Regions from separate parts of the Zea mays genome. Here regions 2 and 3 are each linked to region 1. Evidence: chromatin contacts called from public Hi-C data. All regions are on one chromosome and are shown on one strand. The core of a region is the stretch at or near the end of the contact, and the rest is flanking DNA. Distances in the headings are between cores, read along the strand shown.

Region 1 (3,947 bases), core at 516-3,015:
CAAATACATGGCAAACAAATGGTTCTGGATCAGTGTGGTAGCAAAGCGCTTTTGCACAACCTCTTCCCTCTCCACCATCCTGGGCCTACATGCACGCATGTTCACCGATTTAATCCATCGACCTCTGTTTTTTTCTGCAGGATTACAGCTGCAACATTCCTAATGGTTTTAACCCACCGGCAGCGAACAGCCATGGAAGCTTGTCAGAACCTCTGTCGCCAGCTGCAAGCCTGCAATTGCCACGAAGCACCACAGCACCAGGGCCAAAAACGTCTTTAGACCACCACCCGATATACAATTTAGGTGCTGTTTGGTTCACGAAATGTAACGTAAAGGGTAATAGTAATGGTTTACACTCGATTATGGCCGATAATAAGTTTAAATAGTCTGATATCAATTTTTAGTATGATATCTAATTACGGTTGAACTAAAACAAATATGATTTAACGTTATCGTTTATCCATTACGTTACAAATTTTTGAACCAAACGGTACCTTAGGTCATGACTCCTCCGACCACGCCGTTCGGAAAAGGTACCGACACGCGGCCCCCGCAGCCATGTGACCGCTCCTCCCCACGGCTCCCCATGCGCCGCCCCAGACACAGAACACGGGAGGCCCACGCGATGTACCGTCCTCGATGCCCGCCACGTGTAGCCCCGCCGGATCGAACGGACCAGCGTGCGCTGCGGGAGAGGGCAGGAGGCAAGCGTTCGGCCGGCCGGTCCAAACTCCATCTAGTCCACCCCACTCCACTCGGTCATTCTCCTCCACAGTAGCACAGCTAGCTCTTGCCCACCACCGCCACGGGCCCACGACGTCCCAACCCGGTCACCACTAACGTTTCGACCGTTACGGGAGGGCCCCTGTTCCCCCGACGTTGCCGCGCGCGCCCTGACGTCGTCAACGCTGCTCCGCTCGGTCGGTGAACGCAGCTGATTCCGAGCGACTCTCCACATGGGTCTGTTTGGTTTAGCTTTTTTCTGACCAACTTTTCTGAAAATCCGGCTGTGGAGAGAATCTGGCTGTGGGGAGAATCTAAGTATTATTACGATTACGTGTAGAGGAAGATAAAGTTGTTTATAGGGCTCAGGATCTAGAAAGTAACGAATTCCTACTATTACAACGACTCAACCGATTATATGTTTATGTTGATTTTGGATGGTTTTTGCCCCCAACGAATTTTATAGAAGCTGTCTGAAAAACTGAGCGTTTGGCAGTCCGCAGTAGCTTTTGGTGGCCAGAAGCTGCCAGAAGCCGAAACAAACAGGGCTATTGTGGCCTACGGCGAGGCTCAACGGAAAGAAAGGAAACCGTCGGCCAAAAGAGAATGGGCCAGCTATCGTTGGGGCGCTTTTTCGCATATAGGCCCCTCTTTGCTCAGGATAAATGCTATTGCTTGCATAACTTGGGGACGGTTACTGCACCTAATCACCTATGCACCGTATATATATAATATACGGAGTAATAAAAGATAGTAAAATTACCGCGTGTTAAACTGGCAGCGTTGTTCTCCAATCAATTGTTTGATATGCGCCTATTTTGTTCGAAGAGAAGGAACAATGCATTTCTATGATATACTATATGATACCGTACGGTAATACCGGGCCAACAGAGGGCCTAACTGCAAAAGTTTCGCCCGTCCCTTTCCTGTTTATTCGAAGGCAGTGGGGTTTTAGTATTTTTTCTAGTTACGCCCATGAGCTAATAAACTCGTACTTGTCCCTTTCCTCCTGCTCGGCTCCGCCTTCCCCACTCGTCCACTCCCCGTACACTCCATCGCGCTCGACGCTCCCGTCGCTGTCGGCCACCGCGCTGCGCTGCGCTGCTCGCAGAGTTCGTCCCGACGCTCGTCCGAAGAAATTCAAATCCGGGGCGCTCGCGTCACTCCCAGCGACAAATCCGCGCGTAGATTCGGCTCCCAAGTAAGCATTTCTCCCTGCACGATTCAGCCGACTCCCATCCCCCCCCCCCCCCCCCCCCCCCCCCCCCGAAATTCCTCCCGTGTTCAAATCTGCGGCTGCGGGAAAATTTTTCGAGGGGTTTTCGGGTCTGGGAATCACCCGCATTTGGTGCGGCTGGCTCGGGATTTTTTCTGATTTTTGCTCGATTTTGTTCTCTTCGTCCGTTTCAGTTGGAACCCGCATGCGCTGGCCATGTTCACGGAGGGGCTAGATCGCGACGCCCTCAAGTGGGTGCGAGAGGTGAGTGAGCTCGCCGCGCCGCCGGCCCTAGCTGAGTTCAGCTGCTGCGGCTTCGGGTTCCCGTTCTCTGATGCGTGTTTTTTTGTGTGTCCCTGGTGGTGGTTGTTGGTGGAATGCGTCTGCAGGGCCAGGGAGCGGCGGCGCTGCATAGCCACGACCGGATGGACGCGCTGCGTGCCGTGCGCGGAGCGGCCGGCCGCGGCGGGCTTGGCATGCCGACGCCGGAGAAGTTTCGGAGCGGCCACATGCCGCGCGGCGCGACGGTGCCGCTGTCACGCTCCTCGCTGCGCAGCGACGACGGCACCGCCGCCTCGGGATCCGACATGGACGAGTCGTCGGACAACGATGAGATCGAGGTCTGCAGCGGCAGGTACTCGGTCGACTCGTCACCCCGCCGCGACGACGTGACCCGACGAACGGCCGTTCCCCTCTACCGCTACGCCACCATGCCTGGGCAGCAGAGCTACTACTCCACTGATGATGGCTACTCGGACTTGAGCTCTTCGCGTGACACGGCACTGCCAAGAGCTAAGGCACAGCCGTTGGGACGGCCGCAGGCACGGGTCGTTGAGTATGCTGATGAGGAGTACTCCGTATCTCCAGGCACCTCCGAATTTTCTAGCCAGGTGGAAGGGCAGAGCAATGGTGTGACCTCCAAGGGTGGGTATGTATCAGAGTACTCCCATACTGGTCCAGCCCGAAGAGAAGCAAACAATTTGGGTCCTAAGAATCGTGCAGCAGCTCCAGCGAGGATGCGATACCAACATGACAGCCATTCTGCTCATGTCCCCGCTCGAGAGGATGTGAAATCAACACGTAAATTGGTTAGTTTTCTTTGTTTATTTACAAAGATTTTTCATTCATCTACCCCACTCTTTTTCTATGTGATAGCACCATCTGTAAGTTCCATTTTGTTTCAAGTTGGGGTTGCATTTAAATGTGTGGGAAAATGCTAAGTATAACATGGCGCTTAACGAATAATATTCCTAATAAATATGATAGTTGTGAAAGCATCACATAGTTGTCAATATTTTTTTTATATATACCCAGAAATATTTTAAAACCCAAATGTTCAAAGTATAGTTATTTACATGGATCTGAGACAATATGTGTTTTATTTTTGAAATGGTTTGGCAAACACTCTAGTTAATTGATCAATTGATTCCTTTTTTTGACTACACGGCAGGGAAGGCCCCTACCAATTTTTTTGTATTAATTTGGGTAAAAAAAAGTCACAACAACTTCCCCTGGGCCCAAAGAAAAAAACCGTAAAAAACATCAGGGTGATTCTCTATCAATCGATTCTTCAGACACAATTTTCTGCAAACATGGCTGGTTCAGTGAGTTATCTTGGGTTTTCATAGTTAAATGTTTATATTCGAGTAATTCCATTCCCGTTCCCATGTGTATGTAAGCCACTCCTGATTCCACTGAAGGATAACACACATGCATTTAGTTTACTAGGATGATGGTTTGGATCGCTCATGAAGGAATTTTGCCTCTGAATGATCCAGAAATAATTGAGTTTTTATTTCTTTTTTCATTTATTGATATGGAATGTTTAAGTAGCATAAGCACTAAGTCTCAACTGACTCAAACTGCTCCTTTTCTGGTTATAGTCAATGTGTACTACGACACCCAAAGTTGCTAGTAAAATTTTGGATGTCCCTGGAACATGCCTTTTACCTTGATTCTTGACATATCTTACTGGGTTCTGATGTCCTCCAAAGGAAACAGCTAAATC
Region 2 (3,947 bases), core at 832-3,331, 460 kb after region 1:
GCCCATTGACAGACAGCCTCCCCAACGGTTGGTTTGGTGGTTGGGGCTATAAATACCCCCCAACCACCAGCACTTCAAGACATCCAAGTTTTCAGACATCTCATTCAATACAAGAGCTAGTGCAATCAATACAAGACACAATTTAAAAGAATCAAAACCTCTCCAAGTCTCAAATCCACTCCAAACAAATAGTGACTAGAGAGAGAGTTTTGCTCGTGTTCTTTGAGCTCTTGTTCTTGGATCGCTTTCTTCTTCCTCCATTCTTGTTCTCAAGACATTTGTAATCAAAGCAAGAGACACCAAGTTGTGGTGGTCCTTGTAGGGGTCTAAGTGACCCATTTGATTGAGAAGAAATATCACTCGGTCTAGGTGACCGTTTGAGAGAGGGAAAGGGTTGAAAGAGACCCGGTCTTTGTGACCACCTCAACGAGGACTAGGTTTGCAAGAACCGAACCTCGGTAAAACAAATCACCGTGTCACTCTCTTCATTTGCTTGTGATTTATTTTCGCCCTCTCTTTCGGGCTCACATTTATTTCTAACGCTAACCCCGGCTTGTAGTTATGTTTAAAGTTGTAAATTTCAGTTTCTGCCTATTCATCCCCTCTCTAGGCGACTTTCAGAATGGTTGCTGTCTTTTGCTTTCTTTACCTCAGAGAATCTCTAACAAGGTAACTCAAAATAATACCTTAAAAATTTAAATACTATATATTTAAATTGTTTAAAACATCTAGAAAAATATACTCCAATAATTAAGTCATAAAACATATATTTTAGGAAGTAAATTATATTATTATAAAGAAAATGATGAGAATTATGTAGAGAATAAGGATATGACACTAGTTTAGGGTTGTCGGTGTTTCGTATCTCGCTCCGACAAGTAAATTTATTGTGCGTTTTCCAGGCTTCGAAGGACATAAGCGAAGGGTGCACAATTTATACTGGTTTGGGCAGAACGTCCCTACATCCAATTATCAACGCCTTGCGCTACTGATACAATTGATGACCAAACTTGTAGTAGGGGTTACAAGCAGTCGATAGAGTGAGGAGAGGCTCCCAGATCTCTTATCGGGGTGAAAGTAAAGCTTAGAAGCTGTAAGGTGGAGTCATATATAAGTCCTCGCTTGGCAGGGGCTCTAGCCTTCTAGTCCTCGTCGACGCTCCTCCTGCTCGTTCTTGTGGGCTCATCACCGTATGCTGATCTCTCCGTCCCTCCTCCTGCCTAGAGGTCAGCCTCTCACTTTTATAGATCGGGGATAGGGGTTGGTCAGCTATGGCTTTCCCGTGAAGGAGCCATAAGGGAACGATAAAATCAGTGTTTTACTCCGGATGAGTCCATGCGTACTCGCAGGTCCTGAGGCTGCCTGGTTGCCACGAATTTATCACAGGGGCGGTGATGGTCTCAGGCGCCATCATTTCGTCTATGTTGACCCTTGGCTTCCGTAGCTTGGGACTCGACACAGTCCGTCGTGTAGTACCTTGCGGGAGGTTTGTGCACTCAGGCCTAGTTCGATAGGCATAAGTGCGGCACAGTACGAGGGGTGCGTGGGCTATTAATACGTCGCAGTCCAGGGGCATGTAGGTCATAAGTGCTATGCGGTCCGAGAGGTACGTAGGTCATGAGTGGAAAGTGGATCGACGCCCACGCCGTGGGGAGGTGTCAGGCGTGGTTAATGTGGTCAGTCATTATGGCGGGTCAATTCAGGGTCGGACGCGGGACCCACTCAAGTGGTTCCCTCCTGACATGCCCGTTCTCTCTTGTCAGGCTCCACCAAACCCGGCCACAGACTCGTTGCCACATGGTTCAATTAGGGCGGGTTCTTCTAGGGCGCACCTATCTCTTCGGACTAATTAACGCGCCCCGCGACTAGGAGCCCTTTCGTTAGCGCGTTCAGTGACCATCAAATATTTATCGTGTTTTAATATAAAAATAAATTAGGAAATGATAGATATTTAAGAATAGAGGTAGGTAGTATTTGGAATTCTATATGAGCCTTGTATTATGTGGAAAAGGGTAGAATTCAAAACACCCAAGACAAACTTGCAAAACTCTGTATGTCCCTCCAATGTCCACGGTGAAGACACGTCTAAACGACGCCAAATTTCGCGAACACTTTGCGTGTACCACAATCCACGCCAACTCACCATCAGCCACACGAAATTCCATTGAACAATCCCAGCCATAAAAAAGAGCTAGACAAAAATCGAAGATTTTTCACCTCTCCTCAGTCCACCTCATCTTGTTTAAGCCCAAGCAAAACCTCGCCATAGTGCGGACGGAGAGCCCAGGAACTGAAAGCCTAATCGCAATCCCACTCGCAGCAACGACCTACGCCGCCCCTAACTCCAATCCAGAACCCCAGAGTCCAGAGGCAGACCGGCAAGCTGGACACCTGCGGCATGGAGCGGGTGGCGCTGCTCCGCACCTCAGGCCGCCGCCTCCTACACCGCTGCCGCAGGGGCAGGCCCGTCGTCGTGCCCGCTGCCGCGGCCTCATCCTTGGCACGCCGGGCGTCCTCGTTCTCACTCCCGGCGCGCGGCTACTCGGCTCTGCCCCGCGGCGGCGCGCGATTCCTGGTCGCTGCGGCGCCGCTGCACTGCTCCGGCCGGTACTGGCCGGCCGCTGCGCCCCAGCTCGCGCGGAGGCTGTCCGCCTCCGCTGTATCTACCTCGCCCTCTCCCGTGCCCTATGGTGAGAACAGAACTGCTTCTGCTTGAACCTATCTGTAGCGGAAATGGTTGTGAAGTGTGCTATTTTACTTGCAATTGCGGAAGCAAATGGACGCAATGTGTTGAATCACTTCGAACTGCATAGCTGGTTTGGAATGAAAATGATGGTTAGTCTATGGTGGGGTTTCCTTTTGTGTACTGTTTTAGGTCTCATGATTGATATTTTTTCGCTCATAAATCACACAATTTCTCTGTGATTTTTGCTCAAAGTGTTGACATGAGGCTGCTGGAGCTGATAATAATATGCTATTTGAAAAGCAACCATCATTCAAACCGCATCCTTTTGCTATTTGAAAAAAATCAAGGTCATATGCTTATCAAATGTGTGACCTCTTTCTTCTGACATAATCAGATACAGATGACGTACATGAGTATGCCACAAAGCTCGGATTTGAAAAGGTCTCTGAACAGACTATAGATGAGTGCAAATCAATTGCTGTTCTTTACAAGCACAAGAAGACGGGTGCTGAAGTAATGTCTGTGTCAAATGATGATGAGAATAAAGTTTTTGGCATTGTTTTCCGTACCCCTCCGTAAGTGCAGTTAATCCTTGTTTCTTTGTTTTGTCTATGGTAAATCAGTATTCCGATCTCCATTAGACGTAGGATTTGCTGTACAAAAAATGAGCTGGGCAGCCCTAGGCACATATAGTGAAAGAATGAATCATTGCATGTAAGCTTATTTTCGTGTTGTAAAGAAGATTTTGTTTATTACCAGGAAAAATTCAACTGGCATACCCCACATCCTTGAACATAGTGTTCTCTGCGGATCAAGAAAATATCCTTTAAAAGAACCGTTTGTGGAGCTCCTAAAGGGTAGTTTGCATACATTCCTGAATGCGTTCACATATCCCGATCGGACATGTTATCCGGTTGCATCAACAAACACTAAGGTAAGACCTAATGGCCACAAATGTGCTTGCATCATTTGTTCAGAAACTCTTTGTTTAACATTATCATTGTATACTTGGTTGCTTTCCAGGATTTCTACAACTTGGTAGATGTATATCTTGATGCCGTCTTTTTCCCTAAATGTGTTGACGACTTCCAAACATTTCAACAAGAAGGTTGGCACTATGAGCTTGACAACCCTGAAGAAGAGATAACATACAAAGGTTTGTTTGCTCAATCTAAATAAATATAGTAAGCAAAATTTACATGTGACATTACTTGTCATTCAAAATGCAATCCTTTAACAATTTTAGGTGTCGTCTTCAATG
Region 3 (3,947 bases), core at 1,046-3,545, 310 kb after region 1:
GTTTCTATAAATATAGAGGAATACGACCGATTAATCATCGTCAATCAAATTAATAATCAGTTTATCTCTCGTTTTTTACTTTAGGAATTAGGAGTAGTTATAGTTTAGTTCTAGTTTAGACTCTCAATCCCTAAATTATTCGCTTCTCTTCGGCTCTACGTCGATTGGAGGTGTCTAGGGTGGCCTGCCGACCCTAGACAACACCTATGATCTCTCCTCCCTGACGGGGTCCCTCATGGGAGCGAGATTCAGACGCCGTCGTCGAACTCCGCCGCCCCTGCGCACGCGCGGACCGTCCGGCCTATAGGCGCGGGCCGTTCGGCCCGTCAGGCAGGAAACCCGAGCCCTCTGCCGGGTCATGGACCGTCCGACCCCTGGTCGCGGACCGTCCACGCGCGCATGTGTAGAGAGCACCGCTGCCGATTCTCAATGCTGTGATTGACGCCCGAATCGGCGCCAACAATATCTACTACTGCTTATTTGTTGTTGTATATATTATGTGGGTGGAAATATTGGTTAAATTAATCAAGCAGAAAATATAAGAGGGCAGTATTTTTCATGCTTTTTTATCGCTCAATTTATTTCTTGATTATTTCTTGCCGGTAGAAATACTAGCTAAACTAACTAAACAGAAAAAGATGACACTGTTTTCATGCTCCTTAGGGCATATATAACCCTCGTTTAATATGAGGCTCTTGAGTCTTGACAGGTCTCTGGAGTAAATGGAAAAAAACAAGAGACAGACATTTCACGAAGATACCGACTCTATACAACTCTTCATATATGGTAGTGTCTGAGACTGCTCGAGATTCCAACTCCAATGTAGAGTTGTAGTTTATAATTTAAACTAAATAGTTTAAAAATATTTTTTAATCAAAATAATAAACAAAATGACATGTCTAATTGTTTTTTAAAGGTTCACAACTCTAGCTCCACTAACTTTACTAAATTTTATAAGGTTAGAGGAGTCTGAAACATTTTTATATTATGTCTTAACTGTTTTTATGATCTAAAAGTTCAGAATTATATCATACAATTTTGTTATCTACCTCTTATACTTAGAAAACTGTTTAGGTGCCTCTAATGTGCACATGCCGCCAATTTTATTCTGAATGGCTTCAACATTGGCAGTAGATTCCGCCAATTTTATCCTTTTGTAATATATCTTCCTGTATGCTTCTAACTCTGTTGTTTTAAAGTTTTAATAAAATTTCAGTAGAGGCTCGCCCCTCATGTCCTATAAAAAAAATGTGCACATACCCTATCGGCTAACCACTTATTGTTTCGACTTATCGATGCACACACACCAGACACCACCAAACCATATCTCACGTTGATGTGACTTTGCTTTTCATACACGATTGGTGTGGTTGTTTGGTACTGACACTACGTGGAATCAGAACGAAACTTGTCAAGAACTGACCGATACGCTCATACGCCCCCAGAATCAAACGGAACAAGCAAACCATCCGTGTCCATGATTACCCAGACCAAAAGCTGAGCGAAACCCCGGAGGCGGGCGGGGGGAGGGTAATAATCAATGCAACAACCTGCCGACGAGTGTTCACTGATGACGCATGCCGAGAGGAAATCTGCGCGAGATCCGGCCGGGGCGGCGGGGCGCTGGCGCGCTGCGGCGCGGCGTGGCGCTGCACAGCGGTGCCGGTGCGCCACAGAATCGGGCCGGAACAGCGAATCCGGGCGGCTACAGCAGTACGCGGCCACCCCCAATCACCAATCGAAGGTCACCCCCAATCTGCGGCCGCGCGCAGGCGCAGCAGCAGCATCTTCTTTCTCTTCCTTCACACCTCCACCACCGCCGGCTTTCTCCTTGATTTCCCACGTCGCGCAGGAGCCTGAGGCTGAAACCACGGCAGGCCAGCCAGCTAGTAGCAGAGAGAGAGCACCGTCACCGCGCAGCGAGCACACGCGGCCGCCTGCTACAGGCTGTACTGTACTGTTCTGGACCGGCAACTCACCCGGCCACCCCTCACTCCCTTTCCTTTTCAGGAACACCGCCTGCTTGGCACCATCCCTACGCGGGCTACGCCGCCCTCGTCTACTGCCTGCGCCTGGCTGGGCCCCGCCGCGGCCGTTCCGTGTGACGAGGGGAGCATAAACAATGACTGGGCCGGCCGGCCCCGTAGCCATTCCCCCAACTTCCGCTTCCGCTCTCACAGTTTTTATGCTTTGTTTATTCGCGGGGATCATGTGGGTAATCGCGTGGGTCGTGCGCCCGTGCCTGGCTGGGTTTATTTACGCCGACCTGCCAATAGGAGCAAATCCCCTGGCCCTCTCCTTGGCTTTTCCTCTCGCTCTCCTCCTCTCTCGCATCCCACCGCATCACAACCACGACTTCCTCCCGCCGCCGGTTGGCTTCGCTGCTCGTCCACCTCCGCCCGGCCCGTGGGACGAGTGGGGACTGGAGAGGGTCGCCTCTGGGCTTCGCCTCTCGGCGGCCGAGTGTCTGCGTCGTCCACGGAGCTGAGAGCCTGAGACTGAGACTGAGAGCGACCGGCGGCGGGGATGGCGAGGGAGAGGCGGGAGATAAAGAGGATAGAGAGCGCGGCAGCGAGGCAGGTCACGTTCTCCAAGCGCCGCCGCGGCCTCTTCAAGAAGGCCCAGGAGCTCTCCGTGCTGTGCGATGCCGACGTCGCGCTCATAGTCTTCTCCTCCACGGGGAAGCTCTCCCAGTTCGCCAGCTCCAGGTGCGTATACAGTATACACGCTCCCCGCGCCCGTCTACCCCGCATCACTTCCACACACGCGCCGCCGTGTTTCCACAGATCTACCAGCTGTCCTCCCTCCACACGCCTTCCGAGTCGTTGTATCTCATAAGATCCGGCTTGCTAGGGTTCGGGTTCCGGCCGCCGCGTGATACTTCTGCTTCGTCTGGTTTCCTCTCCACCTAGAGACCACGCGGTAGTATTGAACTATTGATCGGTTTTGTATCGAACTTTTTACACGTAAGTGAAGCTTTTGGAATGATGTTCTGGGTTAGGTCTGAGGGCGCGCACGTTGCTGCATCTGAGTGTCCATGAAAATGGTAGTAGTGAGTAGTGGGGATTTTTAATCTGCATTCTACTAACTGTAGTTTCCACATGTGTGCTTGCAGATTATTTTTTATTCCTGTTTTTTTTTCCGATTGGACATCTCCATTGCCCCTGCCAGCACTGTGACACCTGTTATTTGCTGTGCGTATCAGTGTGTAGAGTTAATTGTGTTTGGAAGCGTGCGAGTGCGACCTTGCCAGTTCTGCGCGCGGTTGGGGTAAAAGTCACTTCTGCTGCCAATTGCGTACGACTGTCCTTGTGATTTCATGTGGTGCTGGGTGGCGTTGCAATACCTAGTGATTAAAAGAGGGGTCTCGTGCTTTGTGCGATTCTTTCTTGCTGCAACTAAAGGACTGTTGGTTGGCCTTATAGAACTTTGTATTTCTTGCTAAATTATGTGCTACCTACTGTTGGTTAGTATGCAATTACTGTTGTTTAATCGTATGCAATTACTGTTGTTTAATCTGAAATTGTTTGTGTAGTTAAATCATATGCTACTCTTTACACGTTATATATAGTTGGTCACCGATTCTTTTGGCAATGTTTGCTCAAAGGGAAGCCTTCCCCAGAGTAATAATTTTTACGGCCTTGCCTAGATGTTATGGCCGAATTCTTGTTATACCACTTAATTTCTCCAGATTCTGTTGGCTAAGTCTGTGTCCAGCATATCTTGCATATGACCACACAAAAACCTATTTTTGCAGTATAGACAGCATTGCACTATTTATAGAGTTACCTTTAAAATATAAGGTGGAATAGAAAAGCTGCTGGAGATAGTCTAAGGTAGACTGTGAAGCTATTATTTGCTTTTAGTTTGTATGTACATGAATGATAGTAAGCCAAGCCATACCACGACTTTACCTTCCGCGTTGACATTCTGGGCCCACCCCCAAC

The links. Hi-C and Micro-C count contacts between places; a contact is called where the count stands out from the background.
Region 2: a contact with region 1 is called in a Hi-C map of leaf, with 4 times the contacts expected there. The contact joins the promoter of LOC103628870 here to the promoter of LOC100273763 in region 1. A contact is called at or near these places in 4 of 25 Hi-C or Micro-C datasets (all in leaf).
Region 3: a Hi-C map of leaf shows a contact between it and region 1, with 4 times the contacts expected there. The contact joins the promoter of LOC542044 here to the promoter of LOC100273763 in region 1.

What each region holds. Positions count from the first base shown.
Region 1 is chr5:217,579,393-217,583,339 of Zm-B73-REFERENCE-NAM-5.0, forward strand. LOC100273763 reads left to right here and starts at 1,766. Exons shown (of 23, transcript NM_001360436.1): 1 at 1,766-1,924; 2 at 2,134-2,203; 3 at 2,329-3,027. The coding sequence starts at 2,156. It overlaps LOC103627772 (a long non-coding RNA gene), which reads left to right. Exons shown (of 4, transcript XR_002262548.3): 4 at 141-475.
Region 2 is chr5:218,040,369-218,044,315 of Zm-B73-REFERENCE-NAM-5.0, forward strand. It overlaps LOC103628870 (presequence protease 1, chloroplastic/mitochondrial), which reads left to right and starts at 2,082. Exons shown (of 19, transcript XM_020538705.1): 1 at 2,082-2,690; 2 at 3,081-3,261; 3 at 3,446-3,620; 4 at 3,710-3,842; 5 at 3,933-3,947. The coding sequence starts at 2,399.
Region 3 is chr5:217,885,501-217,889,447 of Zm-B73-REFERENCE-NAM-5.0, forward strand. It overlaps LOC542044 (m26 protein), which reads left to right and starts at 2,296. Exons shown (of 8, transcript NM_001111684.2): 1 at 2,296-2,708. The coding sequence starts at 2,527.